Linked DNA regions of Mus musculus: region 1 is linked to region 2. The links are chromatin contacts, called in public ChIA-PET maps. All regions are on one chromosome and are shown on one strand. The core of a region is the stretch at or near the end of the contact, and the rest is flanking DNA. Distances in the headings are between cores, read along the strand shown.

What was found. ChIA-PET counts read pairs in DNA pulled down with a chosen protein or histone mark.
Region 1: an RNA polymerase II ChIA-PET map of memory CD8 T cells shows a contact between it and region 2, with 6 read pairs. The contact joins the promoter of Pgd here to the enhancer-like site in region 2. A contact is called at or near these places in 1 of 484 Hi-C or Micro-C datasets (nephron progenitors), 3 of 115 datasets of contacts at active chromatin or transcription factors (the SCID.adh cell line, memory CD8 T cells and pancreatic cancer cells) and 2 of 9 other capture datasets (adipose tissue and liver).

The regions. Positions count from the first base shown.
Region 1 is chr4:149,163,378-149,169,301 of GRCm38.p6, reverse strand. It overlaps Pgd (phosphogluconate dehydrogenase), which reads left to right and starts at 2,597. Exons shown (of 13, transcript NM_001081274.2): 1 at 2,597-2,715; 2 at 3,220-3,295; 3 at 4,073-4,252. The coding sequence starts at 2,708.
Region 2 is chr4:149,073,532-149,079,632 of GRCm38.p6, reverse strand. Pex14 (peroxisomal biogenesis factor 14) reads left to right here. Exons shown (of 9, transcript NM_019781.3): 2 at 3,566-3,613. Among named protein-coding and RNA genes, the nearest start is that of Gm46722, 21 kb to the left of the region's middle. Within about 2 kb of position 3,237, at least 72 of the 459 cell types and tissues checked have an H3K27ac peak or open chromatin away from gene starts, as enhancers often do. A contact at or near this core is called in the SCID.adh cell line, adipose tissue, liver and 1 more, where this site is marked.

The DNA.
Region 1 (5,924 bases), core at 1,348-3,847, 90 kb before region 2:
AGGCCTCAACTGTAGACTTACAGTGCTAAGACCGGAGCGGATTCTGTAAAAACATAAAGCTGAACTTGATGGTACATGTCTGCTGTCTCAGCACTGGGAAAGCTGAGGCAGGAGGACTGCTGCCACCCTAGGCTACAAAGTAAGACCTAGTCTCAAAAAAATGAAAATACTCTGTGATAGCTATACCTGGTTGTCCATTTGACCACATCTGGAATGAACTACAATCCAGAAATGGAGGGCACACCTGTGATTCAGTTCTTCAGGCTGAAAGACACAGGCTTTTGATTTAGATCTTGAGGCACAGTGGCCATGAAAAGCTTAGGCCCTAGCCGGGTGTGGTGGTACACACCTTTAATCCCAGCACTTGGGAGGCAGAGGCAGGTAGATTTCTGAGTTCCGGGCCAGCCTGGTCTACAGAGTGAGTTCCAGGACAGCCAGGGCTACACAGAGAAACCCTGTCTCGAAAAACCAAAAAAAAAAAAAAAAAAAAAAAGAAAGAAAGAAAGAAAGAAAGAAAGAAAGAAAGAAAAGAAAGGTTAGGCCCAGGCAAGGAAGGTAAGTGTCTCCTTGTCTCCTTTAATCCCAGGAGACAGAGGCAAGCAAATCTCTGAGTTCAAGGCCAGTCTGGGGCAGAGCAAGTCCCAAATCCAGGCATGGTGGTAAACATAGCTTCTGCTGGAGACCTGCATAAGGACAATGGGAAAAGGGATGGTTCACTCTTCTTTGCCTGCTTGCTTTTACTTGCCAGCACAGGATTCAAGCTTATACAGAAGACCAGCTAAAATACCCAGCCTCGTGGGACTGAGCAACTACCAGATTCTTGGACTTCCCATCCATAGTTGCCCATTGTTGGGTTAGTTGGACTATAGACTGTAAGTCACTCCAATAATTTCCCTTAATATATAGAGACATTCCATAAGCTCTGTGACTCTAGAGAACCCTGACTAATATAGAAGTTCAAGATTCAACACCACAGCAAATTTAAAAACCACAGCCAAGGCTGTGGACTGAGATCTTGTCTTTTTTTTTTTTTTTTTTTTTCTGGTTTTTCTGGAAGCTCGTCCACCCCCGAGCCTTGTACCTGATAAGACAATGGGCTGACTCTTAAGACTCTTCCAGGAGCTCTTACCTAGTACTCCCTTGTTCCCACCCTTGTTTTGGAAATAATGGTCTAACCAGCTCAGAGTTGGGATAAATGTGTGTTGGTTATAGGGGGCTGGAGGAGTAGGGACATTAGGCATTTATCAGAAACAGATACAGACACAGAGAGAAACAGAAAGTCACTTAGGGCCAGGCAAGGGATATAGCTCAGTGGCAAAGCACTTGTCTAGAATGCTCAAAACCTACGATTTGATTCGTAGTACTGGAGTGAGGGAAAAAAATTCAAGAAGCTGGTGCAAGCCAGTCTTTTCATTTACCATCAAGCGTTATGTCTATGTGCTGTGTGCAAAACTTACAAAAGATAAAAGGAATTCATTGAAGGACATGATAGCCACTCCTAGAGAGAGAGTAGGCAATGGAAAGAACCTGAACCTAGCCAGGCGTGGTAGTACATGCCTTTAATCCCAGCACTCCGGAGGCAGAGGCAGGCGGATTTCTGAGTTCGAGGCTAGCCTGGTCTACTGAGTGAGTTCCAGGACAGGCAGGGCTACACAGAGAAAAAATCCCGCCCCCCGAAAAAAAAAAAAAAAAAAAAAAAAAAAAAGAAAAGAAAAAAGAAAGCAGCGCACCAACACCTGAGTCTGAATGGAAAAGTAAATTGAAACTAAAAGTGTCTGACCAGCGGGCGAAACAGCACCCCAGACCTCCAGCGCCGGAAACTGTAGTGGGGCTGAGGAAATGGTAGAGAAGAGTGCTTGTGTTCCGCTACAAGCACAAGGAAGAACTCACTTCCAGTCTTGCCTCCCCGAGTATCGGCCACGCACGAGGTACACGGACATACATGCAGGCAAACCAATACACAAAAAATAAATAATTATGAAACCACCCCCCCAAAACCCCTCAAGCCTCTCCTCCGCTTCGTTTTCTCTTTCTGTGCGAGTGGGCGCACGCGCCACTGCTGCACGTGGAGGTCAGATGCCAACTTTGCGGAGTGGGTTCCACTTCCACCCGCTTGGCTCTTTACTTGCTGACCGTCTCGTCTTAGTTTGCACCGCTGTTTCTTGACCTGCAAAAATGGTACACACTGAGGTTCCCACAGATAGGACAGACTTGACTCCTGCCTCAGAGTTGAGGGACAGTGAAGGGAAGCAGCAGCCATGGATCAAAAACGCCAGTGGGCTTGGTAAGGGCTGCACCAAGCCCTTAATGTCTTCTCTTTCACGCCGAGCTGCAGACCCGAGCTTCCGCACGAGCGGGAGGCATCGTGCAAGGTCCCGCTAGAACACTTAGAAGAAGCCCTTTAAACGCTCCTAGAACACTTAGAAGAAGCCCTTTAAACGCTCCTCTCCAGCTCGAGGTGCCATCGACTGCTCGGCGCTCTACAGATCTGGGCCCCGGGGGTGGGCGGGTCCGTTTGCCCTCAGGTGGTATAACAGGCGCCGCAGAGACCCAATAGCGTGGGGCATCGGCCCACCCCTGTCTTCTGATTGGCCAGCGTCTCTGTAAGCCTCTCGAGGCGCCGGGAGCCGGACTTCACTGTACTTGCCTCGGAGCGCTCGGTCCTTCGCGTTTCTTCCTCCTCGACTCTGCTTCGTCTGCCTCCGCCATGGCCCAGTGAGTGACCGACACGCGCAGTCGGGCCCGGGAGACTTCCGGGGCTGAGCGTGGTGATGGCGGGGCTCTGCTCAGTTGTCTCCCTGTTCTCCTCAGCCCCGGTGGTCGCCTGGGTCTCCTCGCGCAGCCCTGACCCCTGCACCTCAGGGTCCCCGCCATGGCCAGCGCAAGCTCCGCCACCCCTTCGTGGGAGCTTGCGGCTGCGACGGGCTCGCGGGGAAGGAAGGCCGCGCTGGGTCGGGGACGGCCCACGCCCCTTGTGCTGGCCAGGCCATAAGGAACGACGGGCAGGGCCAGGGGCAGGGCATGGGTGGCTTCGTGTGCCCGGACGCCCTTTAGAAGGAACTTCCATGGAACTGTGGGGTGCAGGGTGCGGTCGATCCTAGGTGCATGGTGTGAGCCGAGAAGGGTGCAGGCTGCCAGTCCTAATAAAAGCCACTAAGTAACACTAATATCCTTTCTTTGTGTTTGCTTTATTGTTTTTTTTTTTTTTTGTCATTTCAGAGCTGACATTGCACTGATCGGACTGGCTGTCATGGGCCAGAACTTAATTTTGAACATGAATGATCATGGATTTGTGGTAAGTAGTGAGGACACGTTGCCTTCCCGCTGAGAGCTGTGATTTGTTTTTCAGAGATCCCAAGGCATCACTCAGTAAGCACTGTTTGGTGTCTTTGTAGAAGAATTTCTGCTTTAGTCGTGCTCCCTCTGTAGTTAAGGGAAGAGCCTCCTTGGATAGAAATAAATATAAAAGCAGTGGTTCTCAACATTATGATTTATAACACTAGCAAATTACAGTTATTGCGTAGTTATGAAAATAGTTTTATGATTGGGGGTCATCACAACACGAGGGGCTATATTAAAGGGTCGCAGCGTTAGGAAGGTTGAAAACCATAGATGTAAAGGGACCCAGATCTTGGAAGCTGTAGCTAGGAAAACTTGGGGTACATGGAGATTGTTTTTCTTTGTAGACAGCAGCTTGTCTCACAGTGTTGTCACACTGGAGTCTCAGGGCCCTCTCATCTCAGCTTTCTGAGTCCAGGGTCAGAGGATCCTCCTGCCTGTGGGCTCTGAATGTTCTTTCTAAATAGTAGCATGGCTTAGACACCAGGATTACCAGGGACAAAGGACCCAGGTAGTAGTGACAGGCTCAACCTGATAAGCAACAAGTGGCAACCGCCTTTCCCTGGGCTCTCTGCTGTGACTGGACTTTGCAGAGATTGCCTAGCACTTAAAAAGAAAAGGCAGGTCAGCTCTCGCTAGACCTTGGACAGAGTAGACGTTTCTCTGTTGCTGCATCTACCACCCGAGGGTCATGTGTGTGCCAGATCCTCTGACAGGCCTTTTGTCCTTCCAGGTCTGTGCTTTCAATAGGACAGTCTCCAAAGTCGATGACTTCTTGGCCAACGAGGCGAAGGGCACCAAGGTGGTTGGTGCACAGTCCTTAAAGGACATGGTCTCCAAACTAAAGAAGCCCCGCCGGGTCATCCTGCTTGTGAAGGCCGGGCAAGCCGTGGATGATTTCATCGAGAAATTAGTAAGGCCAGCTCGGTTCTCGGATGCCGCCCGCAAATCCCTCTAACTGTCTCACTTCTGAGATGGTGGTCTTCAGTGTCTGAGTACAGACTGATGGGTTCTGATAAAGTGCTTGAGTGTTTCAGGCTTGGTTGCCTTGACAGGCACTTATGGAATAGTATTTTTGTTTTGTTTGTTCTTAGTTTTTCAAGACAGGGTTTCTCTGTATAGCCTAGGCCTTCCTGGAACTCACTTTGTAGACCAGGCGGCTCAGACTCATAGAGATCCCCCTGCCTCTGCTTCCTGAGTGCTGGGATTGAAGGTGCGTGCCATCACCGCCAAGTTGTGTTCTCTGTAGAGAGGGGTTTTTTGTTGTTTTTTTGTTTGTTTGTTTGTTTTTTCATTTTATTTTATATAAATGAATGTTTGCCTGAGTGTGTAACTGCACCACATACCTGAAGTGCCTGATGAGGCCAGAAGAAGAGAGTCAGACTCCTTGGAATTGGAGTTAGTGGGCAATTGTGAGCTGCTATGTGGATGCTAGGAATTGAACTCAGGTCCTCTGCAAGACCAGCCAGTGCTCTTAACCCTTGAGCTATCTCTCCAGCCCTTATTTAAAATATATATATATATATTTAGTATTTGTGTGGGGGTAAGCATGACACATTGGATGTGGAAGTCACGGGGACTTTTTTTGTCGGAGTTGGCCCTCTACCTCCACCGTGTGGTTTGTGGAAAGAACTCAGGTTGTCTGGCTTAATGGCAGGTGCCTTTGCCTGCCGAGCCTTCCCACTGGGCCAGGGTTTTATTTTATTATTATAGTGTGGGGTCATGGGAGCATGCAAGTGGGGGTCAGAGCACGACTCTGTGGAGTCAGTTCTCTTCAGTCTTTGCTTTGGCTCTCAAGCACCTCAGGCTTGGGCCATGGGCTTGTCCAACAGTGCTTTCCCCACTGAGCCAGTAGTGGCCCACAGGGAGCTATTCCTGGGTGGTCGTAATTCTAGGACCGTAAGGACATTTCAGTCAGATTTGTGAAGAGGAATAGCACTTGAACAATAGTCGTCTATTAATGTCTGCCTATCTTTGACAGTCTTGTGGGTCCCGGTGGGGTGGGTGTGTGTGCCCTGTGTTCCTGTTGTGTTCCTGTTGTGTTCCCAGGCTCAGGTGCTAGAGACCTGTTGTAGAGCCTCGTGCATGTCCATGCCAGGGAAACACAAGCACCCTAAGCCACATCCCAGCTGCTTTTCCCTTTTGCTTGTTTTTTTCCTTCTTCTTTATTTTTGAGACAGTGTATCACTGTGTTGTTTGGGGCAGGTTGAAAACAGTGTTTCCCTTTGCAGCTCTTACTGTCCTGGAACTCACTCTGTATACAGACCAGGGTGACCTCAGGCCCACAGATTTAGAAGTGTTGCAGTGTTTCTCTTAACCTGGCTAGCCCAAATAATTGAAACTAGACTGTTAGGTTTATTTTACAGCTTTAAGGGGAAGCAGTTGATCAGTATCACTCTATTTTAATGCTCTAAGATAATCTATCTACCTCCCAGCCTTATGGCTGCAGTACTTGGATTTTAGTACTGACCTGGGTGTATCTCCTGGACACACTCCTCCTCTAGGTGCCTTCTCCCTCCCATGAATGGGAGGAAGTCCAACCCTATTCTCTGCCCTGCTCAGTCATTGGCTGATCAACTTCTTTA
Region 2 (6,101 bases), core at 1,988-4,487:
AAGGGAGGCTGCCCTTCCTTGTGAAGAAAGAAGTGAGAGCAGCCAGGGGCGTTTGGGACAGCACAGGCCTGCACTGGCTGTACTGTTGTCCCTAAATGCCTGTGCAGCTTTGTAAGACCTTAAATGTGTCATTGTCCTTCTCGAGTAGTACTGCCCCAGAGTTGGTAACTATTGGGCCACAACATTAAATTAAGGGCCACATTGTTATGTGGTTCCAGGCTACATCCCTGGTTATTGCTTGCTTCCTTTGGGCTTACATATACCAGGCAGTTCCTTTGTTTTAATTGTTTAAGTAAAGAAATTTAAGATAGGCATGGTGGCATACAGCTGTAATCCCAGTAGTTGGCAGAGACAGGGGGATCATCACAAATTCAAGGTCTGCCTGGGCTACATAGCGAGACCCTTGTGTGCAAAAAGAGAAAGTCCATGCTTTCTCCCCCGATGGGCAAGGCTCTGGGTTTCATCCTTGGCTCCTCTTGTTAAAGGAAGAGTCTGAAGGGTAAATGTGTCAGAACACTTGGTTGGTGCTGTTTACAGTGTGTCCCTCTGCCCACATTGCCACCGACCAGTCACCTAGCTGTGGTTTTTTGCAGTGCTGGGCATTAAATTTAGGGCCTTGTGGATGCCACACTGGCACACAGCTCTTGAGCCACATCCCAGCCTTAGTTGAACTGATTTAAGGGAAATTTCCTTTTAATGATTCATGGCAATGACTTGTATCTCAAGAGTGAGAGTTCCTAAATAACAAAGCTGTTTGTGTTCATTTAAACATGTATGTATGTATGTATGTATGAATGTATGTGCGTGTGCTTAGCTCACATGTGTGTGCATGTGGGGGCTAGAGGACAACTTGTGGGAGTTGGTTCTCTCCATCGCATGGGTTCTGGTGCTTGAGCTCAGGTCCTCCGGCTTGGTGGCAGGTGCCCTCATCTGCTGAACCATGTTACTGATGTTTTCTCTGTCTGGTCAGATAGGCTACATGATTACTTATGGGGTAGCATTAAATTAAGGCTGCTGCTTAATAAAATATGATTGAAACAAAATTTGATTATTTCATTTAGTTAAATGTGCAAATGCCTATGTGCACTGCTTGCTGAGGCTGTGGGGCAAGTCATGTGCCCTTTGCCTCCGTTTCGTCATCAGCAGTAACTCTGTACAGCTAGTGTGAGAGTTAGTGAGGAGAGAGCCACGAGGTAAAGTTAGCGCTAGTTAGTGTCTCCTGGCTGCAGTGAGGGGAGCCTCAGGGAGACACAGGGTTAGTGAGCTACAGCAAGCCATCTGTTTGCCTTGGGAGGATTGACCTGGGGTGGGGGCTTCACTTCCAGTGAACCTCATCCTGCTCTCTTTGCTCTCCCTCTCTTCCCCTCTCCCCTCCCCTCCCCTGCCCTCCCCTCCCCTCCCCTTCCATGTCCCTTTTCTTCACTGCCTGTTTTCTTGACTCCTTTTTTCTTTCTTTCTTCCTCTTGTCCCTTCTTTTTCTTTTTGAGACGGTCTCATGTGGTGTAGGGCTGGCCTATGATTCATAAGCTCCCGCTGTAGCCTCCGGAGTCCTGGAATTACAAACTTTACTGCACATTGAGCTTCCTTATTTAAAAAAAAAAAAGTTTAAGGCAGGCGTTCTAGCGCATGCTTTTATTGTGCAAAGGCAGGTGGATCTGGAGTTCAAGGCCAGCCTGGTTTACTGAGCTAGTTCCAGGTCAGCCAGGCTACTGTCTATACAGACAAACCCCGTCTCAAAAAACAAAAGTTTAAAGTTTGTGTTTACTTGTGTATGAGTGTATGCCTTAGCTGGCTCTGAATGATGCTGAAGTGTCTGGGAGAGGAGGAAGGAACAGCTTGTGCAAAGCCCCTCCTCAGAGACAGCAGAAGCCAGAGTGTCTGTTACGGATGGGCTTGGGAGTTAGGCAGTAGAGTCTTGACATGTGCTTAGAATAGATGGGAGGATTCCAAGACCGCGCTGAGGACTTGTTCTTGTCTTATGAGAACAGTAAGGAGCTATTGATGATGCTTATGGGCGTGGATGAGTAAGTAAGGGAGATGATCGAGTTGCCCTTTACAAATGATTTGGGTTTTGTGTTGTGGAAAGTGAATTGGAAGAGAGCCAGCACGAGACCAGGTAAGCTGATTAGAAAGCATTTGCCGTGGTCCAGGCAAGTGATGCTGGAAGCTTGTACCAAAGTGATGGCAGCAGAGATAAAGAGAGGTGGAGGGTTGACTCCATGGCTACGTAGGAGAGATGATGGGCAGGAGGAGATGAGGGGTACTTTGGGAGTAAGGGAGGGAGCTCTTGAAGACCTTCCAGCAGTTACTGGAGGGCAGGCATCCATGGCAGTCAGGGCAGTCTGTGCTAAGACTTGAAAATCTAAGGGGAGGCAGGAAGGAGGCCTGGAGGGTGGCACAGGGAGAGAAAGGTCACTAGGTATGAGGACTGACCTCCAGTTATAGTTTCAAGCTGCCTGGCCTTCTGCTCTGGGGTGGTGGAGCTCATAGGCTAGAACTCTGGATAAAGTGTGTGGTGGCAGGCAGCTGTGCGGTAAGGCGGTCTTTAGGAACCTTCTCTAGACTCTTTCCTCTCTCAGCTTCTGCCCTCTTCATAGGAGGCTGGCACAGGCCATCTGAACTAGCTGGGAGGCAGAATGGTGGCCGGCTCCTGGGATACACATTAGCTGCCCTTGTCCGGGTGTTGTCTGTAGAAAATTGACTTTAATGTCAGTAACAGTAAAAAACTAACCACAACTCAGGCCGGCCGCTTGTCTCATCCTTCTGGAGATTTGTGTCTTGCTTTAGCACCCTATTCTTGCTCTGAATTTTAGCTAGTTCAGTATAGGGTTGAAGGTATGAGAAAGGCTGTGGCCCAGAAGGAAACAGATGGGAGCCTGGCCGGCAGGTCACAGTGCTATTGCTTGCTCATAGGCTGCTCTGTTTATTTCTCAGCCTGACACCAGATTATTTCTTAACCCAGAGCAGGTTGTTAGTGATGGGCAGTGCTGTAGCCAGTGCCGTAGGCTGGGGGCAGTAGTGGTGGGGTGCATTTCTTTGATCCCAGCGCTGGGGAAGCTGAGACAAGAGGACCAGGGCTTTAAGGTTACACTTAGTGATACGGTGAGTTGGAGGCCAGCTTGGGCTACATGGAGACACTGTCACAGAAGCGAAACAATCCAAAGAAAGTGGCACTTGGCTGCAATGAGAGAAAACCCCTTAGTGTGGGTTGCCGATGCCCCCCTGTGGCTGCCTTTTGTTCTACACTTTTGCTCTCTCTGTAGTTCAGTCTATCTGTGACAGTGGTAGAAAAGCATGTAGACCATTCTTAGGCCTTTTTCTGGCCTTTTTTGTCATGGTCCACATCCTTCCTGATTGCATCTGATCCTTGGTCCTCCTGAGAAAAAACCAGCCCTGTTCATGAGGGGCTATGGCTGTGAACCCAGAAACAGTCTGCAGACTGAGACTCGCAGCTCCTGCTGCAGGAGCCCGTGGAGAACAGAACCGACCTGGGTGCACTGCCTGTTTTTCTGATGTCCATGAGGTGGCACTGTGATCTTACTTTTGTTTCTGTTTTTCTTTGCAGCCAAGCTCTCCTCCAGGAAGTGAAAATGTGGTGCCCCGAGAGCCACTGGTAAGTATGAAAGACCTGGAGGAGCCTATGGCTGCGCCTCGAATCAGCGGCCTGCATGCTTGGAGGCAGGACCTGGTGACCCTTGCCCCTGACCTCTGGCTTGTGACTTCTGCTTATCAGGAGGGAGTGACAAGACCTCTTGGAGCACCCATCTCTACAGTCACATGGCACTTTGTTTGCTGCTGCTAGTAGGACTAGGTGACAGCAAGGTTGCTGCTTGTCAGCTTCACACTGTCAGAAACCTGAAGTAGCTAGTCTTTGCTTCTCAGTGAAGCACCCGGGGTGGGGTGGGGTGAGGTGCCCTTTAAGGACCAGGTAAGAGGAAGGGTTCTGGGGTTGCTTGGTCTGTGGTTCTGTCTGTGATGGGTGGCACCCATGGTATTGTAGATTCTTGATAGGAAAGAAACCTACTGAGGGTTGAAGGACCTTTTCTCTTTCTAAACAAGGAGGGCCACCCTCTGGAGCTCAGTTTGTCCTTGCACTCACTATGTGGCCTAGGCTGGCTTCCTGCTCACAACAGTTCTCCGGGCACAGCTTCACAAGCGCAGCAGGTAGAGGACAAACACCACTGCTCTCAGCTAAGGAACTCTGTTTGCAGAGTGGTCTGAACCAGAGTCCCTGCCTGCCTGCCTGCCTGCCCTGTTTTCACTGTTTGGCATTTCAGGACTTGATGTCAGTCCTGTGGGCTGGGTAGTAAGACCGGTTCTGTGCAAACCAGCTCAGTTTTAGGGGCGCGCCAGCATTGGGTTTAACGTTGCCAAGACTTTCCTGACTTGGAGTGGTGGTAGCGGTGAGCGTGGGGCGATCTGCCCAGGCTTTGTTTCCGTAGCCCGGGCAGTCTCCTGCTTTCTTCACTCTTCCCCGGCCGAGCTGGAGAGGGTGGCGTGAAGCCCTTGGCTGCGGTGAACAGGGCCAGGTTCTAGCAGGTTCTAAGGCTTTCTAGGCAGAGGGCGAGATAGATCTGGCTGCAGATGGGCCCAGAGGACCCAAGTACCTCCCAGACGTCTCCAGGGGAGTGGTGCTGTTACTCATGTCACCTCTGTCCCCAGCGATGGGCTCATCCCAGCATGTCTGTGGTACCTCTCTCCACTCTGTAGTTTTGCCTGGCTCTTCAGAAGATGCTCTGTTCTTCCAGGCCTGTGAGCTTGCTCTGTGGCCTGCCTCCAAGCCTTTCAGAGAGAAGCTGTGACTTACACTGAAGTCCAGACTGAACACAGCAGTCCGTTTCTATCCCTTACTGCTGCGGGCTCTTTTGAAACTTCCTGATTTGGCTTTCCATCCTCAACATGAGGCCAGGCTGTCTTTTGGGGGCACAACTGGAAAAGCTCTGTGGAAGCGTGGAGTCTCTGATGCTGCCTGACGCCTGGGTGCGGGGAGCCCTGCAGGCCTGTGCTGTGTAGGACTCTGAATGTGGCTCCTTCCGCTGTACCGCGCATCTGCCTACTGCCTGGTTATGCTATTTCTTTCTTTTCTGGGAGCCCCTGAGCAGTCTTCAAACCCTGGTAGCCTGTGATCGTCCAGAGTTCAGACTCATTCTCTCCAGGCCAACTCTACAATTACCTTATATTTAATTAATATTTTTTCTCCTCTTTACGTACTTACTGCATAATTGCTCAGAGGAAAGAAAACACATAGCAGCAATTTATATATATATAAAAAAAAACAATAATTAAAAAAAAACCCGAAATAAACTCCCATCTCATTTGGGCTGATCCTGTGAGTTGGGTAATTAGGGCCCTATTAAAAGGTAGACCCTTTCTCCTTCCCCCCTCCTTTTTTATTAATTTTTTTATATTAAACTCCCACAGTCTCTCAGTCATGCCCTTATTGCTTTTGGCCAGCCATTTGCAGCAGCCTGATTAAATGAGGGCACCAGCCGAGTTGTATGGTCTTGTGTGAACAACTCCTTTCTCTCGGGAGTGGTGGCAGGAGGGTGCCGGCAAAGGAGCCCATAGAACGCTGGCTTGTGGGGCAGGCCAGGGGCACAGGTCGAGCACCAAGATAGCTCTTGGCAGCTGTGGACCGGCGACTGCCTAGATGAGCATCCTAGGGTGCTGGTGAGGCAGTGGGCACAGCTCAGGCCCACAGCTCAGTGCACAGGGGTGTGGTTTGGAAGCATTCAGTGCTCCGCTCCTTCATCAGGGAGGGAGGCTGTTCAGGCTCAGTGTGCTGGCTGCTTCCTGGATGCTTAACCGCAGCACCGCACCCGCACCGGAGAATAGACCATTACAGAATCAAACAAGCCTCGTTTTTTTAAGTAATTCGTGTGTTTTATTTGGGGAAGAAAAGGCGTTTGTATACATGAGACAATTAGCGGAAAGGGAACATTGTATGTAATTTGAGGAAGCGCCACGAGGTTATGTATAATTTGGTGCAGAATTGCCTGGCTGTGAGTCTGAGAGGGCCCGCATGCAGAGGAGGAGGACGGTGCTTGGGCGGGGACTGGGGGATAGTTTCTGGGCTGTCTGGAGCTAGGTCTCGAAGAACA